Linked DNA regions of Sus scrofa: region 2 is linked to region 1. A link is a contact called in public Hi-C data. All regions are on one chromosome and are shown on one strand. Each heading gives the region's core, a stretch centred on a gene start, on an enhancer-like site or on the middle of the called end of the contact. The rest is flanking DNA. Distances are from core to core; before and after follow the strand shown. Region 1 holds the start of OPLAH (5-oxoprolinase). Region 2 holds the start of PARP10 (poly [ADP-ribose] polymerase 10).

Region 1 (6,531 bases), core at 2,140-4,639:
AAGCCCAGGATGGCAGTGCTGGCAGAGGGGCCGTGCGTGCGCAGGGAGGGCAAAAGTCGTGCCCATAACGGGGCGGGGGGAGCAGTTTGGTGGAAGGGGCCCGAGGGCGGTGTCTGCTGCTGCAGGTGGGGGTTTGCGGTGGCAGTGGGACCCTTGCCGAGCCACCACCTACCACTGCAGCTTCTCATGGGCCTTGGTATAAGCAAAGCTTGGACATCTCTGTCTACGAAGTCCAAACCTGGGCCCTTCCAAAGGCAGCTACTCCCGCCTGCCCCGCCTGTGCGACGGTCATGCTGTCGTTTCGTTTAATGTCTCATGACGTTTTGCTTAAGAGCGGACATTTTCGGTGGTCTAGTCTAGCCACTCCGGATTATGGTCAGCCAGTCCCTCCTTGGGCTTGTTGTTCTTGCTGTTTTGTTAATTCATCCGTCCAATGGCTCGTCAGGACCAGGTCTGTGACGTTTGCCCCTCCGCAGCAGCTTCTCATGTCACCACTCAGCACCTCCCCCCACGCGGGTTCTCACATTTAAGCCTGGCTTTCCAGAAGTCACATCCGAGTCAGCACAGCTTAGGGCTCAGCCGCCCCAAGCCAGTGAGGTGCTGTCCTCTGCTGATGAATCCCGTGCAGTTGGGGTCACCGCCCCATGTCCAGCCAGTGTAACGGGCTGAGGAGTACCCCCTAGAGATAGCCGGTGCCAGTTCCCGAAGGCTGTGAACATTACCACACATGGCAAAAAACACACTTTGCAGGCATAACGAAGATGAGGATTTTGAGAAAGAGAAAGTGCCCTGGAGGACCCAGGTATAACCCTGAGTGACCCTGAAGGGCGGGTCTTTGGTTACAGAAACGAAGCAGAGGAGCTCCCGTCACGGCGCAGTGGTTAACAAATCCGACGAGGAACCATGAGGTCGCGGGTTCGATCTTTGGCCTCGCTCAGTGGGTCAACGATCCAGCGTTGCCGTGAGCTGTGGTGTATGTCACAGATGCGGCTTGGATCTGGCATTGCTGTGGCTCTGGCGTAAGCCGGTGGCTACAGCTCTGATTAGACTCCTAGCCTGGGAACCTCCACATGCCGCAGGTGCAGCCCTAGAAGAGACGGAAAGACGAGAAAGAAGAAGAGAAGAAGAGGGAAGGAGTTCCCCGATGGCACAGTGGGTTACGGTTCCCACCTTGTGGCGGAAGCGGCTTGGACCACTGCTGTGGTTTGGGTTCACCCCTGGCCCAGGAACTTCCACATACTATGGGCGAGGCCCAAAAAACAAAAAAGAGAGAGAGAGGAGAGGAGGCTGACTTTGGAGGCAGAGATCAGAGTGATACAGCCACAAGCCAAGGAATGCTGGACGCTGGACATGGCAAGGAACCTCCAGAAGGAATGACCTGGCTAACACCTAGACTTTAGCCCAGAAGACTCAATTTGGACTTCTGGCCTTTAGAACTGGAAGAGAATGAGTGTGTGTTGTTTTAAGCTTTCACATTTGTGGTAATGGACTTGAGCTTTCTCGTAATTTCTTCCCACTGAGATCACCAACCAGGCCTGGAGGCGCTGTCCTTCCCTGGGTATGGCCTAGGGACATGATGGCCCTGACCCACGGCGGGTGGGGAGGGCAGGCCTCGTCTTCTCAGCTTGAGACCCCTTAAGATGCTGTGCTGGCCATGACCACCTCTGGAACTGTGCAGAGTCACCCAGTCCCACAACCTGGCATGGGCTGGCGGGGATGCTGCAGTGGGTGGCCAGATGTTTGGGCAGGGAAGCCTGAATCTTGGACCCTCTCTCCCTGCTACACCGCTGTGCTAGGCTGGGGTGAAGACACCTCTGTCCTCTAGGAGGAGCCTCCTAGAGGGATTCCTGGCCTGGGGGAGGTCTGGCCTTTCTTATCCTTTGGCCCTCAGGGGGCCAAAGGTCAGAGGTCAGGTGCACCCTGCTCCTGGTGATCAGAACTGCGGGGCCTTGGCTCTGAAGCCCCGGAATGTTGCTGAGGCCCGGGGTTAGGAGCAGCTGCTGATCTCACAATGGCGGGGTCCCATGTCCCTGGCCAGCGCGTTGCCAGCTGCTGGCAGCTGCCACCCACCGCTGCTGGGCATGTCCCTCCTCAGCAGCTACGAGGGCCTGAGGCAGGAGATCCAGCGGCTGGCACAGGAGAATGAAGAGCTTCGGCGGCTCGTGCAGCTCATCCAGGAGAACCAGGAGCTGAAGCTGGTGCTCAAGAGTCGGGGCAGCAGCCTGGGCTTCTGCAGCTCTGGGCTCCTGGCTGAGGTGGCTGCCAGCCCTCGCCTGCCTCGGCGCCGAACCATCAAGTTCAAGAATGCTGAAAGAGGTGAGTGTGAGCACTCCAGGGGCCCAAGGATGGTCTTCTCAGAGGCTGGCAAGTGCCACTCACTCAGCTGTGCCATGACAGTGAAAAGCAGGGGGAGACCCCTGCTCCTGTGGGGCAGGTGCTGACAGGTGCTGGCAGGGGCCGCGGAGGAAGGGGCAAGGGGCGGAGTGGGGGTCTCTCGTCCGGGGTGCAGAAGGGAGACGGTGAAATCGCTGAGAAAGTGACATCAGAACAGGTGGACTGAAGGGAGGGAGCCAGGAGGCTGCCCTTCAGCCGTCATCATGCAAGGCGGCCAGACGCCACCCAGTCAGTGCCAAGCCTTGTTGCTGCCTGGGTGCAGCCCACCCCCCTCTCCTTCAAGAGCCAGCAAGGCTCCAGGAAGCAGGGATGTCCAAGGTGGGGTGGGACCGGGGGAAAGCCAGCGCCCTGTCTGCCTGGTACATCAGGCGGGCAGCCCCTCACTTGCTGGGCTTGGGGAGCCCCCTGCCCCCACCACTCCTTTTCTGGAGGCCCTCAGAGCTCAAGCCCACCTCAGGCCTGGCAGGCACAGCAGCAGCTTTCAGGTCTCGGGAAACAGGCCGCAGAGGGGCAGCCATCCGCCCCGTCACGGGACTGACCAGGCCTCTGGCCACATCAGCCCGAGTGTCGCAGGATCGCTTGGGGCGTGCGCGTGTGTGCGTGTGTGTGCGGGGGGGGGGGGGGGGGGCTTCTCCCGGGCTCGCTCAGCCCCTCAGTTCCGCCCTCCCTGTCACCCCCGCCCTGTCCCCCACAACTGCCTGGCGCTGGACAGCCCGCTCCCGCTGCCCCCTGGACCTGGAGGAAGGTCCCCCGGGCACCCACGCTTGGCGAGCTCCGGGCGGCCGGAGGAACAGGTGCCGGGAACGGGTCGCGGGGAAAGCGCCGCTCCCGCACAGCGCCGCCCGACTTGGGTTCGGGCTGGAAGCTCCCTCCGCCCCCGGCCCAGCTCGGGCCCCGCCCTGCCGTCCTCCGGGCGGCTAGCGGCCGAAGGAGGGGGCGGCTCCGGGCAGCCCGAGCCTGACGCAACCGGGAGAGCCCGGCGCGCCGGGACCGGTCGGGCGGGGGGCGGGCCCCGCTTCCGGGCTGGGGGCGGGCGCGGCCCGGAGCGAGCGCAGCCCGAACAGACGGCGGGGGACCGGAGCCGACAGGCCAGGTGGGCCCTGGGTCGGGTCCCTCCCGCTCTCCCTCTGCAGCCCCGGCCCCCGCGAGCCCCCCGCGCGCGCTCCTCCTCGTCTCCCCGCCCCGTCACCTGCGCAGGCTCCGCCCCGTCCCCGTGTCCCGCATGGCCTCTGCTCCAAGGTCGAGCAGTTGGGAAGCAGGCCTTCTCTCACTTGCCACCCCCCACCCGCCGGCCCCCCCTTAGTTCCTCAAGGGCCAGAACCCCCAGCCCGAGGGCTCCCTCTGCGCCTCCACCTGGGTTTCCTCCTGACCCTGCGCACCGGATCTGGGCAATGGGGGCATTAGGCCTGGCGTGGCACTTGCTGCCTCCCCCAGGCACGCCGCACCCCGGGCCGAATCCCCCAATGTCTCCCCACCTGCACATGACTCCAGGCTCCCCTGCTGACCACTGCCTTCCTCCAGTTCTCCCAGGACTGCCGCCTGAAGAGTCACTGCTGGATTGCCACCCTGTCACCATGGGTGTCCCAGAGGGGCGCTTCCATTTTGCCATCGACCGTGGAGGCACCTTCACAGACGTCTTTGCCCAGTGCCCCGGGGGGCACGTGAGGGTCTTGAAACTGCTCTCAGAGGACCCTGCCAACTATATGGATGCCCCCACCGAAGGCATCCGCCGCATCCTGGAGCAGGTGGCCAGGGCAGAGTGGCAGGGTGGTGGTGGGGGAACATCTGGGCCAGAGGCCTGATGGTTCCTGTGGTTCCCAGGAGGGGGGCATGCCATTGCCACGGGACCAGCCGCTGGACACCAGTCGCATCGCCAGCATCCGCATGGGCACCACAGTGGCCACCAACGCGCTGCTGGAACGGCGGGGGGAGCGACTTGCACTGCTGGTGACTCGAGGCTTCCGAGACCTGCTGCATGTGGGCACCCAGGCCCGCCAGGACCTCTTTGACCTGGTGAGCTCACCCACGCCATCGGGTGACCAGCTCTGCCACTCATGATTTCCCGGGGTGCCCTGGCCCCTTGGGGAGGGCACTCTTTGGAAGGGTCAGTGCTAGCTCAAGGCCACTGGCTGATAGAGAGGAGATTCTGGGCACTCATGGCGGGACAGTGCGCCACCCCTAGCCCTGAGTGGTCACAGGTTGTCCCGTGCTGGTCTGCCACTATGTCGCATCCTGGACCCTGACCCTCACCGCCACTGCTGGGTTCTGGGAAGGAGCTGCCCTTGTGGGGGTGGGGCAGTTGGCTGCACTAAGATGCCTCTGGGCAGAGCCGGCCCCTAGGTGGGCTTTGCTGTGGCCACCCTGTCTGACAGTGTCTCCTGCACCTGGTGGCTGACCTGCTGGGGAGTCAACTCAACCTGTTGGGAGTTGAGTTGGGCTCCCTCGACTGCCTGGCTCCCCCACCCCCGGGACCTCAGCCAGGACCTTCAGGCCTGGGCCTCCTCTGAGCCTCTGCCCACCCTCAGGCTGTGCCCATGCCCGAGATGCTGTACGAAGAGGTGCTGGAAGTGGACGAGCGTGTGGTGCTGTACCGAGGGGAGCCGGGTGCTGGGACACCTGTGAAAGGTGCGCTGCCTCAGGTGGGGGGGGACCGGGTGGAGGCCCTGACAGGCCTTTGAGGGGGCAGCTGGGGGCTTCCTGGCAGGCTGCACAGGGGACCTGCTGGAGGTGCAGCAGCCTGTGGACCTGGAGGCCCTGCGTGGGAAGCTGGAGGGGCTCCTGTCGCGAGGCATCCGCAGCCTGGCCGTGGTGCTCATGCACTCCTACACGTGAGTGTGGGCCGCTGGGGCGGGGCCCTGGGTGGCCGGCTGTGGGGGGGGGGTGGCAGGAGGCTCAGGGGCCCTGGGCGTCATCGCAGGTGGGCCCAGCATGAGCAGCAGGTGGGCACGCTGGCCCGGGAGCTGGGCTTCGCACATGTGTCGCTGTCCTCGGAGACCATGCCCATGGTACGCATCGTGCCCCGGGGGCACACGGCCTGCGCAGACGCCTACCTCACGCCCACCATCCAGCGCTACGTGCAGGGCTTCCGCCGCGGCTTTCAGGGTCAGCTCAAGGTGAGGCGCCCCTGCCCCCTGCTCCCGGCCACCCTGCCAGGGCCTGCTCTGCCCCTCACGGCCCACCTGCCCATAGGACGTGCAGGTGCTCTTCATGCGCTCCGACGGCGGCCTGGTGCCCGTGGACTCCTTCAGCGGCTCCCGCGCTGTGCTCTCTGGCCCTGCCGGGGGTGTGGTTGGCTACGCAGCCACCACCTACAGGGTGGAGGGCGGCCACCCTGTCATTGGCTTTGACATGGGAGGTAGGAGGGCCTGCAGGCGGGGGCCGGTGGCACCTCAGTTGCTGGGCTGAGCGATGCTGGGCCTCGGGTCTGAAACAACTCCTTACCACCCCACCCCATCAGGCACGTCCACTGACGTGAGCCGCTACGCAGGGGAATTTGAGCACGTCTTCGAGTCCAGCACAGCGGGTGTCACCCTCCAGGCCCCTCAGCTAGACATTAACACGGTGGCAGCTGGTGGGGGCTCACGCCTCTTCTTCAGGTCAGCCGCACCCCACGCCTTGGGGGGCGGACCCCAGCCCTGCCTCCCGACCTGCTTCCAATTCCAGTCCTGTCTCCAAAGGTCGGGCCTCTTCGTGGTGGGGCCAGAGTCTGCAGGAGCCCATCCGGGCCCCGCCTGCTACCGCAAAGGTAAGCGCGGGCGGGCGGATGCTCTGCCGGGCCCCTTGGCACGCTGCCCAGGCCCAGCCCGCCCCTGCAGCCCCACCCCCACCGCCCATGCCTGGCGTCCACCTCCGGCCCCCAGCCCCCACACTGTGCACACCTCCCAGGAGGCCCTGTGACAGTGACGGATGCTAATTTGGTCCTGGGTCGCCTGCTGCCTGCCTCCTTCCCCTGCATTTTTGGGCCGGGAGAGGACCAGCCACTGTCCCCGGAGGCCTCCCGAAAGGCCTTGGAGGCTGTGGCCACTGAAGTCAATAGCTTCCTGACTAATGCGCCTTGCCCGGCGCCCCCGCTGAGCCTGGAGGAGGTGGCCATGGGGTTTGTGCGAGTGGCTAACGAGGCCATGTGCCGGCCCATCC
Region 2 (6,531 bases), core at 1,294-3,793, 59 kb after region 1:
GCTGGGCTTGGGCCGGGGACTCACCGTTCGCGGGGCGCCTCTCAAGACGGTGCGCACAGGGTCCGCTGCGCGGCCGCGCGGTCAATGGCCGCTGTGCTCGCACCCGCGCCCGCACCTGCTCCGCGGCCGGCTTGGCTAGGCTTGCGCCTGCGGCGGGGGAGACGCAGCGGGGCCTTGTGACGGGGCGGGGCCTGGGCGGGGCCGGCGGCGCGGGGGCGGGGCCGGGGGGCGGGGCTCTGGGAATGCGGGGTTTCTCCCCGACGCACTGTAGCTGATGCTGCCGCCCTGCTGGCTTCTTGCCCGGCTCCCCGCATTGCCCGCGGAGGACGCAGCGGCGCCGGCGGTGACGGCTGTAGACTTCTGAGGCTGAGACCTAGCCTTGCCAGTTTGGTTCAGGGGGTTGAGAAATGTATTCCTAAATCTGGAGTTTGCTGAGTGGGACAAGCCCTCCTTGGCCTTAAAAACCCCACTTCTCCTTTCATCTAGGTCTGTCTCATATCGAGAGGCCTAATTGCTTAATTGCTCCTTATCAAACTAGTCCAGGTCCCTCCTAGACCGTTTATCCTCATTTGTCCTCATCGCGAATCCCCGAGCTGTAAGGGTGGCATTCTTAGCCCTGTTCCACTGCCAAGGGGGCTGAGGCATAGCGATGCCCCAGGACTGGAGGCCAAGTTAACTTCCCTGGACTTCAGCGGTCCTGAGGACGTGCTGACCGCCACAGCCAGGGTCATCCTCTGCAGGGCTGTCTCCTGGAGCCCCTTCGGGAGGGCCTCTCCACCTGGGGCCTGGCATCTTACTGCACTTTCCTGGCTCCCGGGCCCAGCAGTAGTTGGGAAAAGGCTCTGTCCTGTGTGGGTGGTGTGCTGGTTCAACGTTGAACTGACCCCTGAACAAGAAGGGAAGCCCCGATCTGTACTTTCTCGCACTTGTCCTTGGCATAAATACCCCATCCTGGCTGATTTCAAGCGACCGCCTGTTTTAACAACTGACTCATAATGATCCCCGAACACTTAACAGCGTGGTCATGATGAGAGCTGCTCCAGCACACAGGACAGATTTGTGTAACAAGTGGATTGCACAGCATAAGAGAAGGCAGCGAATCCTATGAGACGAGAAATATAGAGCCTGTAGTGATGACCTCGGGTTTTGTAGAACTGGAATTTCATACAATTTGAGGGGATTTCTTTAAGAAAAATAATTAAAACTGACAAACATGGGGAGTTCTCGTAGTGACTCAGTGGTTAACGAACCCAACTAGCATCCATGAGGATGCAGGTTCGATCCCTGGCCTTGCTCAGTGGGTTAAGGATCCGGCGTTGCCGTGAGCTGTGGTGTAGGTCACAGACACGGCTTGGACCTCGATTGCTGTGGCTGTGGTGTAGGCTGGCAGCTGCAGCTCCGATTCGACCCCTAGCCTGGGAACCTCCATATGCTGTGGGTGTGGCCCTAAAAAGACAACAAACAAACAAAAACAAATATGAAGTCAGGGCTCATGCAAGTCCCAGGTCCTTGAAGACTTTTAGGTTCAGGTTAAATCTGCCACTAAGAGCCTGGTAAGGTGAGTCAGGGGGAGGGGTGTCCCGGTGGCCCCATAGGAAAGGCTGGTGCAAGAAGAGGGAAGGGCCAGTGCAAGGGTCCCGAGGTGGGAGGGTCTGCTGCACTGGCCGACGGAGCTGAGGGCACGCGGCCAGACCAGAGACCAGGGCCCGGTCAGTCCAGCCTGGCGGGTCCGCCAAAGGACTCTGGCTTTACCATGGTCTGAGTTGTCGCAGCCCTTGGTGCCACTTCACAAGGTTCACTTTGCCCTCTGTGGAGAATGACAGTGGGCAGAGGGTGTGGGCAGGAGTGGCAGAGAGAGGTCAGTTAAGAGGTTAGCATAGTGATCCCGACGAGAGATGACGGCGGCTCAGACTACGGTAGGGACAACCGAAGTGTCGGCCGGACAGCTCAGGCTATAGGCTGGACAGGTGCTCAATCCCTTGGAGAAGTAGCTGGGGTGGAGGCTGGCTTTTAGTGGCTGAGGGGTCAGTGGGGGAGATGGGGAGCAGTGGTAGGCGCGACTCTTTGAGAGGCTGGAAGCAAATGGATCCAGGCAATGGGCAGGTTCAATGACAAGGGGCGCGTGGGTTCTAAAGGCGCAGCCTGTGTGTGCGGCTCCGCGCTGCCGTGGGTCCTATCCCTGCCTCCTTCTCTTCTGCGATGAGGATTTTTTCCTTTTAGGGTCACACCCGTGGCATACGGAAGTTCCCAGGCTAGGGGTCGAACCAGAGCTGCAGCCGAGGCCTACGCCACAGCCATGGCAATACCAGGTCCAAGCCACACCTGTAGCCTATGCCATAGCTTATGACGACGCCAGATCCTTAGTGCCCTGAGCGAGGCCAGGGATTGAACCCGAATCTTCGCTGAGACACGGGGGTCCTTAGCACTCTGAGCCACAACGAGAACTCCTGTGATAGGATTTGCTGCAGCCAGGCATGTCGGCCCAGCAGTGTGCCTGCTCCTTCTGGGGTTAGCCTTGGTGGTGTGGTGGTGATGACAACATCGGCTGGGAAGGCTGGGCAGGTGCACGGACTGGAGAGAGCCACAGGAGGGGAGTGCGGGGAGCAGCAGGAAGGCACTGGGGCAGAAGCTCCTGTAGGTCAAGAGCGGAAGCTGCTCACCCTCAGCACCCACAAGTTGGAGGTGTGGCCACCTGCTAGTTGTTTAAGCGTGAGCGATGCAGTCGCGAAGGCTGCCGGAAGAGTCCAAAGCCGGCCTCAGCCGGGGCCTGGCCTGGGGACCCAAGGTGCTCAGGCGGTGGAGGAGGGCCACGCAGAGGCTTGAGGTCCTTGACCCAAGTCCCCAGCCGGGCCCAGTAGGGAGGGTGATTGGCCGTTTTGAGGTTGACAGGGAAGGGCCCGTGGGGAGTGGAGGACCTCCAGGAGCCACTTCCCCCACCCTGGCGGCACCAGGCTGGGGTGGGGCAGATGGGGCTCGTGGGCTGGGCTGAGGACCTGGGGGGTGGGGCTGGAACATTCAGCAGGCAGGGCCTGAGAGGCAGCCTCTCAGCCCCAGCACTGCAGGCCCCTCCCTCCCTCTCTTCCTGCAACAGTTTCACTTTTGCTTTTGCGTCCCTGGCCTTCTGCTTCAGGGCTGGGGAGGAGGGGTCTGGGCTGAAGGCACGGGCTGGGCGGGCCAGGGGACACTGCCAAGGGGGAGGGGGCTGGGGGGAGCAGCCGGACTGCGGGGCTGCCACCCTACCCTCTCTTCTGGCCCCAGGGTTGCGATGGGGGAGGTGGGGACAGTGGTGGAAGTCAGCGGGCTGACCCCCGATGTCCCCGAGGAGCTGCTCATGCTCTACTTTGAGAACCGCAGGAGCTCTGGGGGTGGACCTGTGTTGAGCTGGCAGAGACTTGGCCCTGGGGGCATACTCAGCTTTCGGGAGCCTGCAGGTGAGGGCATGGACGGAAAGGGGCAGGCGGGCTCCCCGGCCGGCCTTCCGGCCTGACAGCCCCCTTTGCCCTGGCCGCAGATGCAGCGAGGGTCCTGGCCCAGGAGGAGCACACTCTGTGCGGTGCCCGGCTGAGCCTGCGGCCCGCCCCGCCCCGCGCCCCTGCGCGCCTGCTCCTCCAGGCACTGCCTCCCGGCCTCGCACCCCAGCGCCTGGAGCAGCACGTCCAAGCCTTGCTTCGTGCCACAGGTCACCCTGAGCAGCCCTGCCGTGCCCTGGCCAGTCCCCGACCAGACCGGGCCCTGGTCCAGCTGCCCAAGCCCCTTTCTGAGGCAGGTGAGAGGCGGGATGGGGGCAGAGGTGCCTGTTAGGGGAGAGGCTCTGAGCTGACTTACACCCTCCCCACAGAGTTCCGCGTGCTGGCGGAGCGGGCGCGGGCCGTGGGCCTGGAGGGGGCGGAGGTATCCCTGGCCTGGGTGCCCCAGGCCCGAGCGGTGCGTGTAGTGGGGGGCAGCCCCGCTGCGGACCCGCTGCTGTTGGAGCTGTACCTGGAGAACGAGCGCCGCAGTGGTGGGGGGCCCCTGGAAGGCTTGCGCAGGCTGCCGGGGACCCTGGGCACCGTCGCCTCCTTCCAGCAGTGGCAGGGTGAGTGGGGCTGGGTGGACCGGGCCCACCCCTCCCTGTGCCTTGGAGCCCTGACTCCTTCTGTCCTTTCCCTTCCTCCAAGCGGCTGAACGGGTGCTGCAGCGGGACCACCGGCTACAGGGCTCAGAGCTGAGCCTTGTCCCCCACTATGAAGTGCTGGAGCCGGAGGAGCTTGCTGAGGACACCCGTGGAGGGAGCCACCTGGCTGCGTTGGGCCCCGGGGCCCCCGAGCATGCTCTCCCGGAGGCTGGAAGGCCCACGAGGGCCCAGAGTTGTGCAGGGCCTGTGACATTGGGCTCGGAGGAGGCACCAGGGCCGTCAGGAGCTTCTGTGAGGACAGGTTCTCCCTGGCGCAGGTCCTCACTGGGACCGGCCGGGCCCATCAGCTCGGGGCCTATGGAGTCTTCAGAGCAGGCGGGGCTGGTAGGCCCGGGGCCTGGGGGCTCTCCAGGCCCAGTGGAGAACACCATGGGCTCTCCGGAGCAGGTGGAGTCGGTGAGCCTGGGGCCTGTGGGGTCACCGGGGCAGGAGGGCCCGATGGACACGGTGCTGCCGATGGAGCCGGGAGCAATGCGCTTCCTACAGCTCTATCATGAGGACCTTCTTGCTGGCCTGGGAGACGTCGCCCTCTTCCCACTCGAGGGATCAGATACGACTGGATTTCGAGTGAGTGACTCCTGAGGATTCCTCACCGTTTGCCCTCTGACCCCTCCCACTAGGGGCTCTGGGTTCCTTTCCTCTGCCCTAAACCTGCGCACAGCCCCTCCCTGTGATCCTGCAGCTCTGCGGAGCCCCGGGCCCGTGCCGGGCGGCCGAGGAGTTTCTGCAAAGTCTGCTTGGCAGCATCAGCTGTCATGTGCTGAGCCTGAAGCACCCAGGCAGTGCCGGGTTCCTGCTGAGCCCAGAGGGGCAGCACCTCCTCCGTGGGTTGGAGGCTCAGTTTCAGTGTGTCTTTGGGACAGAGCATCTGGCCAGGGCCGCCCTCCACACGGACCCTGAGGAGGTAGAGTTGCAGCCCATCCCGCCTCCCCTTCCTCACACCTCAGCCCCGGTGCCCCCTTCGCCCTCCCTGGGAGGCCCGGGAGGGGTGTGCCTGGCGGGCGCTGACATTCTCCCCCATCAGGTGGACCCCCGCGCCCTGGGGCCTCCAGATGACGCGGGACGTGACCAGGAGAATGTCAGCCTCGGTAGGGCTCCTGGGGACCCCCAGCACCTCCTGTGGTCCTTTCTTGACCTCACCCTCCATGCTGCCCTCCACTCCCACCTGCCTGGTGACCAGATGCCCTCTAACCCCTTCCTCCATCTTCCACTGGCCCCCTGACTCCTCCTGTCCCCCAGCTCCATCCTGGCTGGGCCCGACTCCTGACCCAGTGCATCTCCCCGCCCACAGAGGAGGTCCAAGAGCTGCTGGCCACCCTGGAGGGCCTGGAGGGGGAAGAGAGGCTGCCGCTGGTGCTGGGGGAGGAGGAGCCTGAGGGGCGGCCAGAGGAAGAGGAAGAGGAGGAGGCTGTGACTCCCAGGGCTGGCGAGGGGCCAGTGGCCCCAGGCACGGGGGTGCCTGGGCCGCTGGAGGAGGAGGCCGCCCTGCAGCTGGCTCTTTACCAGTCTCTGGAGCCACAAGACCAGGTGGCTGAGCGAGAGGAGGCTGTGGCCCTCCAGCGAGCCCTGGCCCTCTCTCTGCTGGAACCACCCTGGTTAGAGGAAGGAGAGCACGAGGGCCAGGGGCCTGGCGGCTGCGCCCAGCTGGTGGTGCATGTGGCCTTTGAGCAGGATCTGGACGAGCTGGACCGGGCACTGGAGGCTGCGTTGGAGGTGCACCTCCGGGAGGAGACGGTGGCGCCCCAGGGCTGCATGCTGCCCGCAGAGCTGTGCGCCCGCCTGGGGCGGTGCCACGGCGTGAGTGTTGCCCTTCGTGGCGACCACACTGTCTTCCGTGGCTTTGGGGCCCAACCCACACGAGCTGCCCGCCACTTAGCAGCGCTGCTGGCTGGCCCCCGGGATCAGAGTCTGGCCTTTCTCTTGGCAACTCTGGGCCCCACTTGTGAGTCTGCAGCCCAGACTGGAGAAGGGTGGGGTAGGCCAGCTACCAGGGACGGGAGCCCCGGCATGGCCTGCACTCCCTTTCGCCCTGTGTGTCAGGGCCACCGCAGAGGCCCAGGGAGCCCTTGGGCAGCCTGGAGCGACTGGCCGAGAGCAGCAGGGAGTTCCAGACGGTGGTGCAGGCTTTCTACGACACCCTGGACGCGGCCCACGGCAAGATCCTTGTTGTCCGGGTGAGTCCACGCTCCGTCTTGCCGGCCTCTGGCCTCCTGGGCTCCTGGCACCATTTTGCCTTGTAGAGCGCGTGGGCCGTCACCCTGCCCGTGTCAGGGTCAGCAGCCAGAAGTTGCCCTGTAGGCTGGAAACGGAGGGGGGCAGGGGACCCTGGGACTCCCCAGCCCCGTTCCCTGCCTGAA

The links. A called contact is a pair of places that touch in the nucleus more often than the background predicts.
Region 2: a Hi-C map of liver shows a contact between it and region 1, with 1.6 times the contacts expected there. The contact joins the promoter of PARP10 here to the promoter of OPLAH in region 1. A contact is called at or near these places in 3 of 5 promoter capture datasets (fetal liver, fetal skeletal muscle and liver), 12 of 47 Hi-C or Micro-C datasets (alveolar macrophages, brain, embryonic fibroblasts and 7 more) and 2 of 2 datasets of contacts at active chromatin or transcription factors (alveolar macrophages and skeletal muscle).

The regions. Positions count from the first base shown.
Region 1 is chr4:626,512-633,042 of Sscrofa11.1, forward strand. OPLAH (5-oxoprolinase) reads left to right here and starts at 3,390. Exons shown (of 28, transcript XM_021090413.1): 1 at 3,390-3,487; 2 at 3,916-4,139; 3 at 4,216-4,407; 4 at 4,920-5,019; 5 at 5,099-5,222; 6 at 5,312-5,507; 7 at 5,584-5,749; 8 at 5,852-5,990; 9 at 6,072-6,139; 10 at 6,280-6,531. The coding sequence starts at 3,969.
Region 2 is chr4:685,968-692,498 of Sscrofa11.1, forward strand. PARP10 (poly [ADP-ribose] polymerase 10) reads left to right here and starts at 2,544. Exons shown (of 11, transcript XM_003125470.6): 1 at 2,544-3,431; 2 at 3,512-3,766; 3 at 3,839-4,075; 4 at 4,158-4,741; 5 at 4,857-5,078; 6 at 5,199-5,262; 7 at 5,466-6,116; 8 at 6,215-6,348. The coding sequence starts at 3,266. It overlaps GRINA (protein lifeguard 1), which reads right to left and starts at 177. Exons shown (of 7, transcript XM_021090537.1): 1 at 25-177.